Regions from separate parts of the Mus musculus genome. Here region 1 is linked to region 2. Evidence: chromatin contacts called from public Micro-C data. All regions are on one chromosome and are shown on one strand. Each heading gives the region's core, a stretch centred on a gene start, on an enhancer-like site or on the middle of the called end of the contact. The rest is flanking DNA. Distances are from core to core; before and after follow the strand shown.

Region 1 (6,107 bases), core at 254-2,753, 260 kb before region 2:
TGATAATAAAGTGGGGTCTGTTGCAGCTGGCAGAAATTGCCACCAAGACAAAATGAACTTGAGGCTTGCAGAATGTCACCATTTCAAGATCTGGGCGAACAGGGTGGGTTGCAAAAGTCCCTCTATCCTCACATCCCAGGCTGGCCTTGCAAAAGCACATTTGTCATTTGAATCCGTCAAAACTGGATCAATGCTCCATTTTGGGCCCAAATGGTAAACAGTTTCAAATTTCTCTCCGCTGGCAGCTACTCTGGGGTTGACAAAGATAATCCTAAAGTTCTCTCAAAGTTCAGTGACTTTATTTTTAGGAAGTGACCCATGGCCTGAAGCCCCGCCTCCTTTGCTTTTCATCTAAAAGCATAGCCCTTAGTTATATTTAAAGCCTGCCCCAGCCCACACAGCTCACTGTGACTCCCTGCCCCGTGCCTTTCTCTCCAAACAAGTTGCAGCATGTCTGCCACATATGTCCTGGGTGGAAATGTGAGCTGAGCTGTGTCTTCGATGATCTAAGGCAGCAGGTGAGAAGTTGCCCCCTGTGTGGCTTCAGGGCTCTGCCCAGCTGCCCTTTGAAGTTATTCAACACGAAGGAATATCAGAACACGAGAATCGTACGGTGAGTTCACAAGTTGACGACTGAGCTAACTTCTCCTGTACCAAACCCAAATAAATAATGTGATTTCCTTGTAAACAGCTCTGAGTCAGCATACTCCTCAATCCCTAAAGAGAAAAAGACTAGCATCATAACCTCCCAATGACTGACGTAGCCAGTCATAATGAATTCCACATAACTGAATCTTCTAGAAAGATGAATTTCACATTTCAACAAGCACCGAGTCGACTTTATAGAGTTTTCATCGATGTGGAAACCCACTCGAAATACATGAGATTGTGTCCGTGTGTATCACACAGTGTCAGTAGTAGGTCTGCTGGCCTCATCCCCACCTCTCTCTCTGAATCAGACTGGCACATCTCACAGCCTTTCTTGACGTTGAATACCCAACCACACGATTTGCCGTGCAAAGCGACAATTTCACCAAGTAGGTGGCTGAGTAAGTTGCCAGGAATGCAAGTACCCAAGGCCACATGCAGGATCAGAGGTCTCCAAAGCAGAGTTGCTCAGGGCCTCATTCTGGGGTTTGAGGCCTTCGTGTCACTCAGCCTCCCAGTGCTGTGAGCTCTACCCTGAGCTTAGCAGGAACGGAGATTCCATAGGATTTACTCTAACATGGGTAGTTAGCTAACATGGGTAGTTAGCTAACATGGGTAGTTATTTAACATGGGTAGTTAGCTGGGATGAATTTGTCTCTTCTGATGCTACCAATAACTGTCAGGCCAATGAGCTCCAGGGGTCTGGCTTCTGGGTCATCCCCACTCCATTCCCAGAACTGAAATTACAGACCTGGGCCACTGTGCCCAGCTTCTCCACGGATGCTGGGAATCCAAACTTAGCTCCTCATGCTTGCCCAGCAAGGCACTTTACTGATGAGCCATCTCTGCCATCCTGGCAGATGCATTTAGAGAGTGCCTTGGCAGCATGTTTCAGGGATTTCATACCCTCATTTCTAGGCATGTGCCCTAACAATGTAAAAGAAAAATTACTGTGCCCAGACATATGTTCTGCTATCCTCAGCAGGGTTATTCACACCAACAAAAAACTTCACAGGAATCATAAAAGGTTGACCAAATAGGGTTAGTGTAGAGCCACTGAAAATCAAAACTATAAAATGATACACGTTTCTAGAGTGTTCAGAGATTCTAGCATGAGTTAGAATGGTGAAATTTCGCTACTGACTCAGCCACTTCTCAAATACCTCAGAGTTAAACTCATTGCCCAGAGGGACTCTCTGAGTCCTCCCTCACTCAACGAGCATGCTTTGTACAGATGAGCACTTCTAAAACACCACGGCTCTAAAATCCCAAACTGTTAAAGTACCAACATGATAGATACCATAAGGAGAACAGTACATCTGATGCCATATGCTAGCTCAAACCGGAGATACATGAAAAATATCATACAGTACAACTTCCAGGCAATGTATGTAATATATACATCAGGCTTAAGTAAATTCCAACCCAGAAGATACTTCATTCTGTATATGCAGATATAACAAAATCCAGGAGAGAAAAATCCAAATGCAAGCATTTTTGGATCAGGATTGTTTATCCTGAACGTCAACTAGCCAAAAGCCTTCTTTGGGGTCCACTTTTGTGACAAAGGGATGAGTGTCAGTTAGTGACAGGAGCTGAGCTTCAGGCACAGGTGCCTGATTCTAGTAAGGTACAGTGCCAACCTGAAACCCATTCAACTGTACTGTCCAGAAATGTCACCTGCTCTCACGGAGGGCGGGAGTTCTCAATGTGCGAGCTCTGGGGACTGCCGGGTTTGTGAGAATTCTTTGATCAATGAAACAAAGATTAAACCCATCTAAGGTTTTTACTGTTCACATTAGCAGAATAAATTCACTTTGTGCTTTCATGGTAGTAAAATGCCAGGAGGTAGCTGGTAAATGCACATACCTGGCAAATTTGAAGTTCAGCTATGATGTGCACAGAAATCATTTTAGATGATGTCTAATGAAAAGGCAACATGTTTTAATAATCTTTAAGTTTGTTCTAATGTCATACGATCTGCATTCATTGTCTGAACATTGAGCCCCTCTTAAATTCTAGCTTTGAGCCACAAACTTTGGGTAAAAAAGATGAAGGATTATTTTGCAGAAAATCAGAGACTAAGATGTAATTTTTTAAATCAGTACATGGATCTGGAAACTAAGTGATTAAGAGTGCTTGCGGCTCTTGCAGAGGACCCTCACAGAGGCAGCTCACAATTGTCTGCCATTCCAGTTCAGGGGATCCAAGGCCCTCTTCTGGCTTCCACAGGAACCAGCACACACATGACATAACAAAACCCACATATATGAGAGGCCCTTAATTGGGTAGTGGATTAATATCTGTGAGTTATTTATATTTAAATAATAATGGGGGCTAGCCAGAGACATGGCTTTGTGGGTAAGAGTGCTTACTGTGCAGTAAAGCATCCTGGGTCAACTCATCTCTACCCACATAAAAATCTGGCTGTGGCTCCACAAGCCCATAATCCCAGAGCAAGGTGAGGGGCAAAGACTAGAAGAGTAGGGGGTCTTGCTGGCCACAAACTTACTGTCAGGTCCAGTGAGAAACTCTGTCTCATGGGGGTAGGGCAGAATGCTAGAACAGGACACCCAATGTCCTCCTATAACCTCCATGTTCACACCATTTGCACACACACACACACACACACACACACACACACACACTTTTAGTTAAATTAAAATGAAAAGGAGATCATCATAGAAACCAAACATCTAAAATGGTGGCTTGCCCATAAGCTCATTTACCAGGGAGAAGCAGAATGTTGTGTGCTTCAGAGGATGATGGGCTCAGATCCGAATCTGATGGGCCTCCTCCCCCAGCTCTGTGCCTTTAGGCAAGTTTCACCTGTCCCTTCAATAAAACATTGGGCAAGAACTTCGCATTCTTGTTGCACTAGACACTGTCATACACCCCAGAGAGAGAGCCAGAAACAGAAAAGCATACCCAGCCCATCCTGGGCAATCAACAAGAAGTAAAGACAATGATGACACTCAAAGAGAACAGTTGTGCAATGTGGATGGGATGACCAGGGGATTCATGGAGTTAGGGAAGGAAAGAAATACCATAGCATGAGACCCAGCATTAAAGCTGGTCTTTTCTGGCCTCAGTCCTTAGCTTGTAGGCAGCCATCTTCTCCCTGTGTTGTCATGTGACCTCTCCTTGGCATCTCTGTCTAAGTTTCCCTGTAGAAAGATACCATTAATACTGGATCAAGGTCTGCCCTATTGACATATCCTTAACTAAGGACCTCTTTAAAGACCATGCTCCAAATGTAGTCTTCTCTGGGGTCCTGGTCTGGATATGAGTGCATCCTCCAAAGGTCCCAGTTTGAAGCCTGGTCCTCACTGGGAAGATGTCCAGACGTAGTAGAACCTTCAGGAAGTAGAGGATGGGTGGAAGGTATTAAGCCACTGGGGGCACTGCCCTGAGAAGAGATAAAGTTAGTTCCCACAGAGCAGGTTTTGAGCTCCTCCTGACCCTCTGGCTTCCTATCTGACTTTGTGATCCTTCTCATAGGTGTCCCCATCAAGAGGTCTTCACAGAAGTGGATCAAACGGGACCACCCCACCCTGACTTCTGGCTTCTAAAATTATGAACTAAATAAACTCTTCTTCTTCATATTCTACCCACCCTCTGGAATTTTGTTATGGCACTAAGAAAGACTAATATAAACTTTAACATGAGAGTCTTGGGGAGAAGAAATTCAACATGAGAGTCTGGGGGAGAGGAAATTCAACCACGGTGACATAACAGTATTCAGTATGCTCTTGTCAATTACATAACATGTAAAAGAGAAATGTCTAGTGAGAAATACCCACTGCTATAGTTTTAGGATTAAATCCTAAAACAAACATCCTACTAAATGCTATTATTCCTACTGTAGGAGATCTTACGATGTTCAAATACACCCACTTCAGTTTTGCAATCAATATGGCAGTAAACGTGACAAATAGTCTACTCAAAGAACAAACAGAAAACAGATAAGAATCCTGGCATGTGGTACAGTCATTAAAATCGATGTTTAAGAATTTCCAGTGGCATGAAACAGCATTTATGGTGGATTGCCAACTTTATTTTGAAGTTCCTACTTTTTATTGACCTCCTGCCAATCAAGCTTGTACCTCCTCCTCCCCGAATCTGGTCTTGTCTGAGTTGTCAGTGACATCCAGGCTGCCAAATCAATCAGGTGGGGACTTTTAGTCCCCTCTCTTCTTGTCATCAGCAGTACTGGCCATAATGGGTCTGCCCCTTGTCATCAGTCCCCCCTGTTCCTAATGAGATGCCACAGTGACACCTTTCTTCCCACATTCCTGCTGAACCCTTCCAAAACTCTTCTGGCTCCTCTCTCTCTCTTCCCAACGTCTAAGTGTTACAATTTCCCAGGCTGCCTTGCTCCAGGGTCATTTTCCTGGTGATCTCATTTAGTCCTGTGTCTTTAATTTCCATTAAGACTGTATGAAAGGGTTGAAGCATTAGAAAGGTTGACTACCACTGCCTTAAAGGTTTAGTCACACTGGATTAGCCCCACCAACAACAGCATTGATGTGCAGGATAACATGACTATCTTAACTAATTACACCTGCACTGACCCGAGGTCTACAGACAACAAGCCCCAAGAGACTGGGGTTAGGATTTCAATACATAAAAGAAGTGGCATTTTAACATATAATACCAAATATTATGTAATTTTCATAATAGTCAAATATCACACTTGACATCTCTTTTTCTCACAGCACACATCAAACCCATCTCTAAATCCTGTAGGCTCTTCTCTAAATATAATTTGAATCTAACCATTGTTCTCACTGCCTCCCACAAACCCTTCTCTGGCAACCTTGTCCCACTCTATTCTCCCAAGGACAGCCAGACGAAGCACGTTAAACCAAAACCAGATGACGTTCTCTGTTCCAAACCCTCTTGTGAAATGTAACCACGGCATGCCAGCTTGGTCCACTTCTCCCGAGTCTGCTCTCACATCAGCCTCTATGCCAGTTCCCAGGCCCTGAGCTTGCCCTGAGCCTGCTGCCACTCAGTGTCCTTGCACTGACCTGCACCTGCACCTGGGACTTCCCTTGGTAGATCCTCACAGGTGACTTGTGTCAGTGGGCTCCCCAGGAAAGTGGGCTCCAAAACATCAACACTCTGCCTCCAACAAAAACAAAAACAGTCGGGTGTGGTGGCGCACGCCTTTAATCCCAGCACTCGGGAGGCAGAGGCAGGCAGATTTCTGAGTTCGAGGCCAGCCTGGTCTACAGAGGGAGTTCCAGGACAGTCAGGGCTATAAAGAGAAACTCTGTCTTGAAAAACAAGCAAACAAACAAACACTCTGCCTCTATTCTCATCTCCCTCCTGCTGTTCTCTCCCCAACACTGGCACATTTTTATCCAGTCACCGTCTCTTTCAGCCACTGTGATGAAACGCCACAGGGAGTGACAGACCAGTGGTTGCCTTTGCCCTTGTGCTGGGAACAGCAC
Region 2 (6,006 bases), core at 2,542-5,041:
TTCATTATTGCTTCTGGATTTAATGTGTGTAAGATAGTTCTTCTCCATCTAGTGTGACCCCGAGGAACCAAAGGGTTGGACACCCCTGTTCTAAGCAAACTGACTTTTTTCAGTGTAAAAGACTCTTTCCGAGTCTACTGTTTACACACACTGTCCTTCCTGGCCCATTCTCTGTACCAGGCAACGGGTGGAGGCAACCCAAGTTTCCATCAGATAAGCTATCCAAGTCAGCGTGCACGTGCAGGAGCCATCACTGGTGAAATGAAAAAGCAATGATGAAGTCTGACTGAGAGAGGAAAGAGTCTCAAAATCATTTTCCCAACTGGATATCGTTATATACTGAGAAAGGTAATCTGCCCTCAAAACTAGGTCTTCTCCTGTAGATTTGTCAAGACTTAAGGGTCTAGATACCTTTTGCAGTAATTTTTCAAATCTCATGCAGCTGTTTAAATGGAGCTGGAGGCATGGCTCCATCAGTACAGTGTCCAAGTACAACGACCTGATTCTGAGGCTCGGCATGTACAGAAGCCCAAGTGGTCGCATGCCTTCTCCATGCCAACACTGGGGACCCTGAGGATCCCTGAGGCTCACTGCAGTCAACACAGTCTGTAGTGAGCTCTGGATCAACGAGAGACATTGACAGATCATCCTGAAAACCAAGGTGGATAGCTGCTGAGGCCTGGCACCTGTTGTCCTCTGCCCTACACGTGCACCTGCATACGCACATACAGAAAACATATTTTAAATGTTTTGTTTGTGTATGTGTGTATTATCTAGACATTTTCTCCTTATATAACGAATAACCCATCCCACATGTTACCGTATTTAAGAAAGGAAACCCCAGGCCAAGACCGGAAGACTTTATGAGGCCTTACCTGCATGGGATTGATCTTCACTGAGCGCTCGAAGCACTCCACACATTCCCGAAACTCCTTGTTCCGAAGATGGAGGAGAGCTTTGGAGCGCTGGGCACGTGCACTGCGATGCCGGGACAGCTCCCAGGCCTTGTCGTAGCAGGAATGGTCCTGCAGGACATCTCCAAGTAAGCAATATAAACCTGGTGTTTCCTTTTTCTCCAGTTCTTGCCTAAGTATTTCTTCTGCCTGTGAACAGCAACAAAAACAAATCACTTACCAAACCCAGACACTATTGCATATGCCAGCAAGATTTTGCTGACAGGACCCTGATATAGCTATGTCTTGTGAGGCTATGCCAATGCCTAGTAAATACAGAAGTGGATGTTCACAGTCATCTATTGGATGGAACACAGGGCCCCTAATAAAGGAGCTAGAGAAAGTACCCAAGGAGCTAAAGGGGTCTGCAACCCTATAGGAGGAACAATATGAACTAACCAGTACCCCCCCAGAGCCGTGTCTCTAGTTGCATATGTCGTACAGGATGGCCTAGTCGGCCATCAATTAGTGTCAATGGGAGGACAGGCCCTTGGTCTTGCGAAGATCATATGCCCCAGTACAGAGGAACGCCAGGGCCAGGAAACAGGAGTGGGTGGGTTGGGGAGCAGGGTGGGGGAGGGTATAGGGGACTTTCAGGATAGCATTTGAAATGTAAATGAAGAAAATATCTAATAAAAAAATCACTTAATCCTAACTAGCTGCTATTTTTAGGACGTGTACTTTTATTTCATAGTCTGTGAATTTTCAATTACTTGCTCATTTCATGACTCGAGAGCATGGGCTGCCTGAGAAAAGCCCGAAGGAAGACAAATATGGCCCAAGAGAAAAGGAAGCAGGAGAGGCAGGGACTATTCTAAGAACACAGGGAGCCTCCTGCCTGACAGGCCGCCCACTCCCGCCACTCCACAGCATTCCCTGCTTCCCTTGGTCCCACCGCTGCTCTTAGAGAAGAGTCTCTACCTCACCTTGCCCCATAGCATGGAGATGGTTTTGTTTTTATGTATTCTCTATTTAAGTTGTTAAAATTCTATTTAAAAGAGATATAATTGAAAAGCCATTGTTAAACATCTACCACTCAACCAAGCCACATTTCGCCTACAGATGTAACTTTGCACTGAGAAGTAGAAGAGCCATCTCGCAATCCTCCTCTGGGCAGGTGCTGAAGTCACCATTAGTGTCAATGACATCTTCCTTGAGTTCCTAATGTCCATTTCACTGAAAATAGGCTGAGGTGGTGGGCGGGGGGTAGGGGGAGCAATCTACCAAACTGGACTGTGTCACTGCCATCTGGAATGCTCCAAAGACACCCTGAGACAACTGAACAACAACCACACTCACGCTTTTCCTCAGCCAGGACTTTTTGTTTTCCTAAGGCTTGATAATCACCGTTACCGTTTCCCCCGAGCTAGCCTCACACGGGGTCTGTGGCCAGGGCAAACAAAAGCCTTCATCTGTATGTGAGGTGGACTGTGACTGATACAATACCCCTTCTCTGTCTATATAAGTAGGTTGTGTACCCTAATTTAGTGAGTGGGCTAAGACACACACACACACACTCACTCCCCCCAAAGGATTTTCTTTAGTTGTCCTTTCTTTCTCGCCTGCTTCTAGTACTGTGGGCAGAGCTGGTAAGGAGGAGAAAGAAGTACACTGACTACAGACAGCAGCAGTGGCAGAAGTGGCAGAGGACCATGGCAGCAGCAGCTGAGCGGTCAGCAAAAGCAGCAACAGAGGAGCTGTGACACCTCAGGAAGCAGAGCTGGGAAGTCAGGAGGCCACGACATTAAAGGAGCAAGGTGGCTGGGGTGCCTATCTGAAGGAGGAGTTAAACGGTTCAAGAGAGCACAACGCAGTAACAAAGAGGCAGTGGAGGGAAAAAGGACAGAGAACAGGTAGAAGCAAGGTTAGAAAGAGGTGGCAGAGAAAGAGCGGGCACTGCACAGGCTCCAGGGGGCTGTCCGTCCTTTAGAACCAAGGGTCTCAGAGTTCTGTTATTCAGAAGGCTGAAGCTGGAGCTATCAAAGGCTAAGGAATCATGGGCCTACACTGAGCTGCAGAGCCAGGGGACCTTGATTCCCAAGGCTTCAGCTGGATCTGTTCACTCCAGCAGGTCCAACTTGCTGCTGCTCACAACCTAATTACGGCTGTCCAGTGTGTACGATCTGACACTTACCCCAAGTTCTCCTTGTTTACCCATGACTCCCATCCAGGCAGGGCAGCCTGCTTGGTGACACCAACACCAGGCACATGTGGCTCCTCCAGGCGGTCAGCTTAAAGACCAACTTAAAGATCACCCTCAATACAAGGCTGCCTATCACGTGACTACGCTTATGACTACTAGGAATCCTCAACTTACCTCACCCCCATCTGCCACCCTGTTCTGATACACTGGCAACCTGAAAGTCTATATACTAGATTTAGTTTAAGTTCCATGTATCTGTAAGGTATCTAAGTTTTGAACTCTTTTTAAATAAGGAATGAACTTTTCCAAATGCTGGTGCTTTTGCATTTGTGATGAAGTACAGGTAATACAGACTGTCAGGTGTACTCTGGACATGGACTGAAAATGTACAAAACAATTTCCAAGGGAAAATAATCATAAGCCAAAACAAATATGAAATTTTATAGTTCAATGTTTTAGGATACAAGTTTCCTCTATTACCAAATAATAAAATGGTTTTTAATGTATCTGAACAAAACTCTGTGAGCCATAAAGACAAACAGTTAACAAAAACGTCATACGATAGTGGCCACACCAATAAGCTTACAGTGTGGTTCAAAGCATTTCTCTTGACAGGAAGGCATTTAAACTTTGCACCACACCATTCCACAAATTCCAAAGCTGACTCACATAAAATCCCTTCCATTTCTATTCCGTTATAGTGGATTCTGTGGTCTGGAATAAACATCAGCCACCACACTGCAGATGTGGCCACATGCACTGTCTCCTGGCAATCTGATGCCATGACTGTGAAGGGAACAAACGCCGGCAAGTCCATGACACCCGCTGAAGAAGGAATTCTGGAATTGTCTTCTTGGTGCCTTAGACTACAGCACCTACAAGCTCAGAGCTTTGTCTGCTGAGAGACAGGGCACCATGAAGGTAGACAGTGAGAGACAGGCCAGCTGCTTCCAGACCCACTCAGACAGCTGAAGGAAGGGAAAGGAACGGCCCTTGGTGTTTTCCATCCTCAGGGCGGTGAACCAGAGGATTTCTGATGCTCGCAGAGGGTCTGCTGCGCTGGTGGCTGTCAGGCCACAGGACTGCGGGAGCACAGCTGGGCAGACTCAGACGTTAGCGCTGGGCAAAGCCGGAGGCAATCAAATAGGTTCCACTTTATTATTATTATTTTCTCAATGGAATTTTAGCTATACATTGTTTTTGCTTTTTATTCTTTAGCAAATGCTGTGGATGCACTTGGGACTATGGCAAAAACAACACTGAGTGACCTTAGAAGCTGGGAACTTCTCCGGGACACTGGGCTGGAGCCCTGCTGATTCCTGAGGAAAAGCCACCCAGAGAAGCCTTGAGATGAGGACAAGAATCCCAGCTGGCCTCAGGCTATTGGAAGTGTAGAGGACCTGTTGGTGGGGCATCCTAAGCCCCAGGACACACCCCATGAAGTGCCCACTTCACCACCAGCTAATTGTAACTTCTGAGAAATCCCAAAGCCCAGTCAAGCTCTCCCCAGAAGTCAAGCTCTCCCCAGAAGTCAAGCTCTCCCCAGAAGTCAAGCTCTCCCCAGATTCCTGTGGCACAGAGACACAGGAGAAACAAACATCTTGAAGGGGTGATTACGTGGGTTTGAGCCACTATGTTTTGGGCAGACTCATACATAGCACAGGAAATGCAGGAGAGTGAGCCACGGGACCAGTTACTCCATCACAGCCAGGCGCAGAAGAGGCCAATGGTCATGAAACACCAGACTCAAGAACTTTTGGATTAGTCAAGAAACAGAAACTTCCAACTTCTTCTGGCCCCTATACCAGCAGAGGCAGCAGTCCTCTCTCTCCCAATCTACATTACTTCACCTAAGACTGATGCCTGCACCATTCATCCTATTAGTCATGGCTTCTAGACACATAAATTCACACATAGAAGCCACTGAAAGGTTTTAATTTATAGAGAGAAAATCTTGGGATCAAAAAGATTCTGGAGGTGTTAAACCAGAGACAAATGAGATCATAATTGAAATCAGGCTGAACTGAAGTCCCCTAGAAGAGTTTTGATTCACAATGCTAACTCCAACAGCTGGGGATAGTTCTCAATGAGGTGCTCAAGTACATGATGAAACTTGGACTCGAATGTGGCCAAAAACCAAAGTTGAGATACCAGAAATTCCTCATGGAATGTGGAGGAAGAAATCCAACACTCCGGATAGAGGGACTTGTTAATTTAGCACTTGCAACCTGCTTACCCACCCCAACTTTGTCACCCAGAGAACCTAGGGGTTGTTCCCTCCATCTTGGCTTTGAGAGACATAGTTCACATGGAAGAAGAAATACATTTGAAAAAGACTGTCATAACTGTGCCGTTTAATAGGGAAACACTTGGGAGTGCTTCTGCTGTCATGAGCTTCCAGATTCCAATGAAGAAGATGAGACCCAAGGTGGCAGACACCTGCCAGTTGCACTGTGAGCCAAATGGGTATGATGATCTGCTCAGACACAGCTAACTAACCTAGTGGGGACCAGCATGGACTGTAAAGCAGTAGCTGACTGACCCCAACCAACGCAGGCAGGCAGCCAACTAAAGTCAACCTTGATCTGTGTCACACTGTAAAAGTCTAAGAGTCTGAATCTCTACTCTAAGATGCCATCTCTCACCCAGTTCCTATCCCCCAGTATCTTCAAAGACTCCATCTCCAAAACACAATTAAGAGGAGAAATACCACTTAGAAAGGACAATATGATAATGTACCAAGAGCATAGCAAAACTCTACTCAGCTTTAAAGAAGTAAACATAGCCGTTTTCTAGGTACTTGTATCCTAGAGAAAAGGCTTCTTTCAGAGTTGTTTTTGGTTAATGCTAATGCTTTGGAACCTAAAGAATTTGTAGGAGTCAGTCCACCCAGAGTAGGCCTCTATGTCT

The links. A called contact is a pair of places that touch in the nucleus more often than the background predicts.
Region 1: a Micro-C map of muscle stem cells shows a contact between it and region 2, with 4 times the contacts expected there. The contact joins two enhancer-like sites. A contact is called at or near these places in 1 of 484 Hi-C or Micro-C datasets (muscle stem cells), 2 of 115 datasets of contacts at active chromatin or transcription factors (the NIH/3T3 cell line and embryonic stem cells) and 1 of 9 other capture datasets (embryonic stem cells).

The regions. Positions count from the first base shown.
Region 1 is chr17:75,051,162-75,057,268 of GRCm38.p6, reverse strand. The region is part of intron 2 of Ltbp1 (latent transforming growth factor beta binding protein 1); the gene reads right to left. Among named protein-coding and RNA genes, the nearest start is that of Ltbp1, 49 kb to the right of the region's middle. Within about 2 kb of position 1,503, at least 45 of the 459 cell types and tissues checked have an H3K27ac peak or open chromatin away from gene starts, as enhancers often do. A contact at or near this core is called in the NIH/3T3 cell line and muscle stem cells, where this site is marked.
Region 2 is chr17:74,794,281-74,800,286 of GRCm38.p6, reverse strand. It overlaps Ttc27 (tetratricopeptide repeat domain 27), which reads right to left. Exons shown (of 20, transcript NM_152817.4): 13 at 876-1,103. Among named protein-coding and RNA genes, the nearest start is that of Ttc27, 80 kb to the right of the region's middle. Within about 2 kb of position 3,791, at least 42 of the 459 cell types and tissues checked have an H3K27ac peak or open chromatin away from gene starts, as enhancers often do. A contact at or near this core is called in the NIH/3T3 cell line and muscle stem cells, where this site is marked.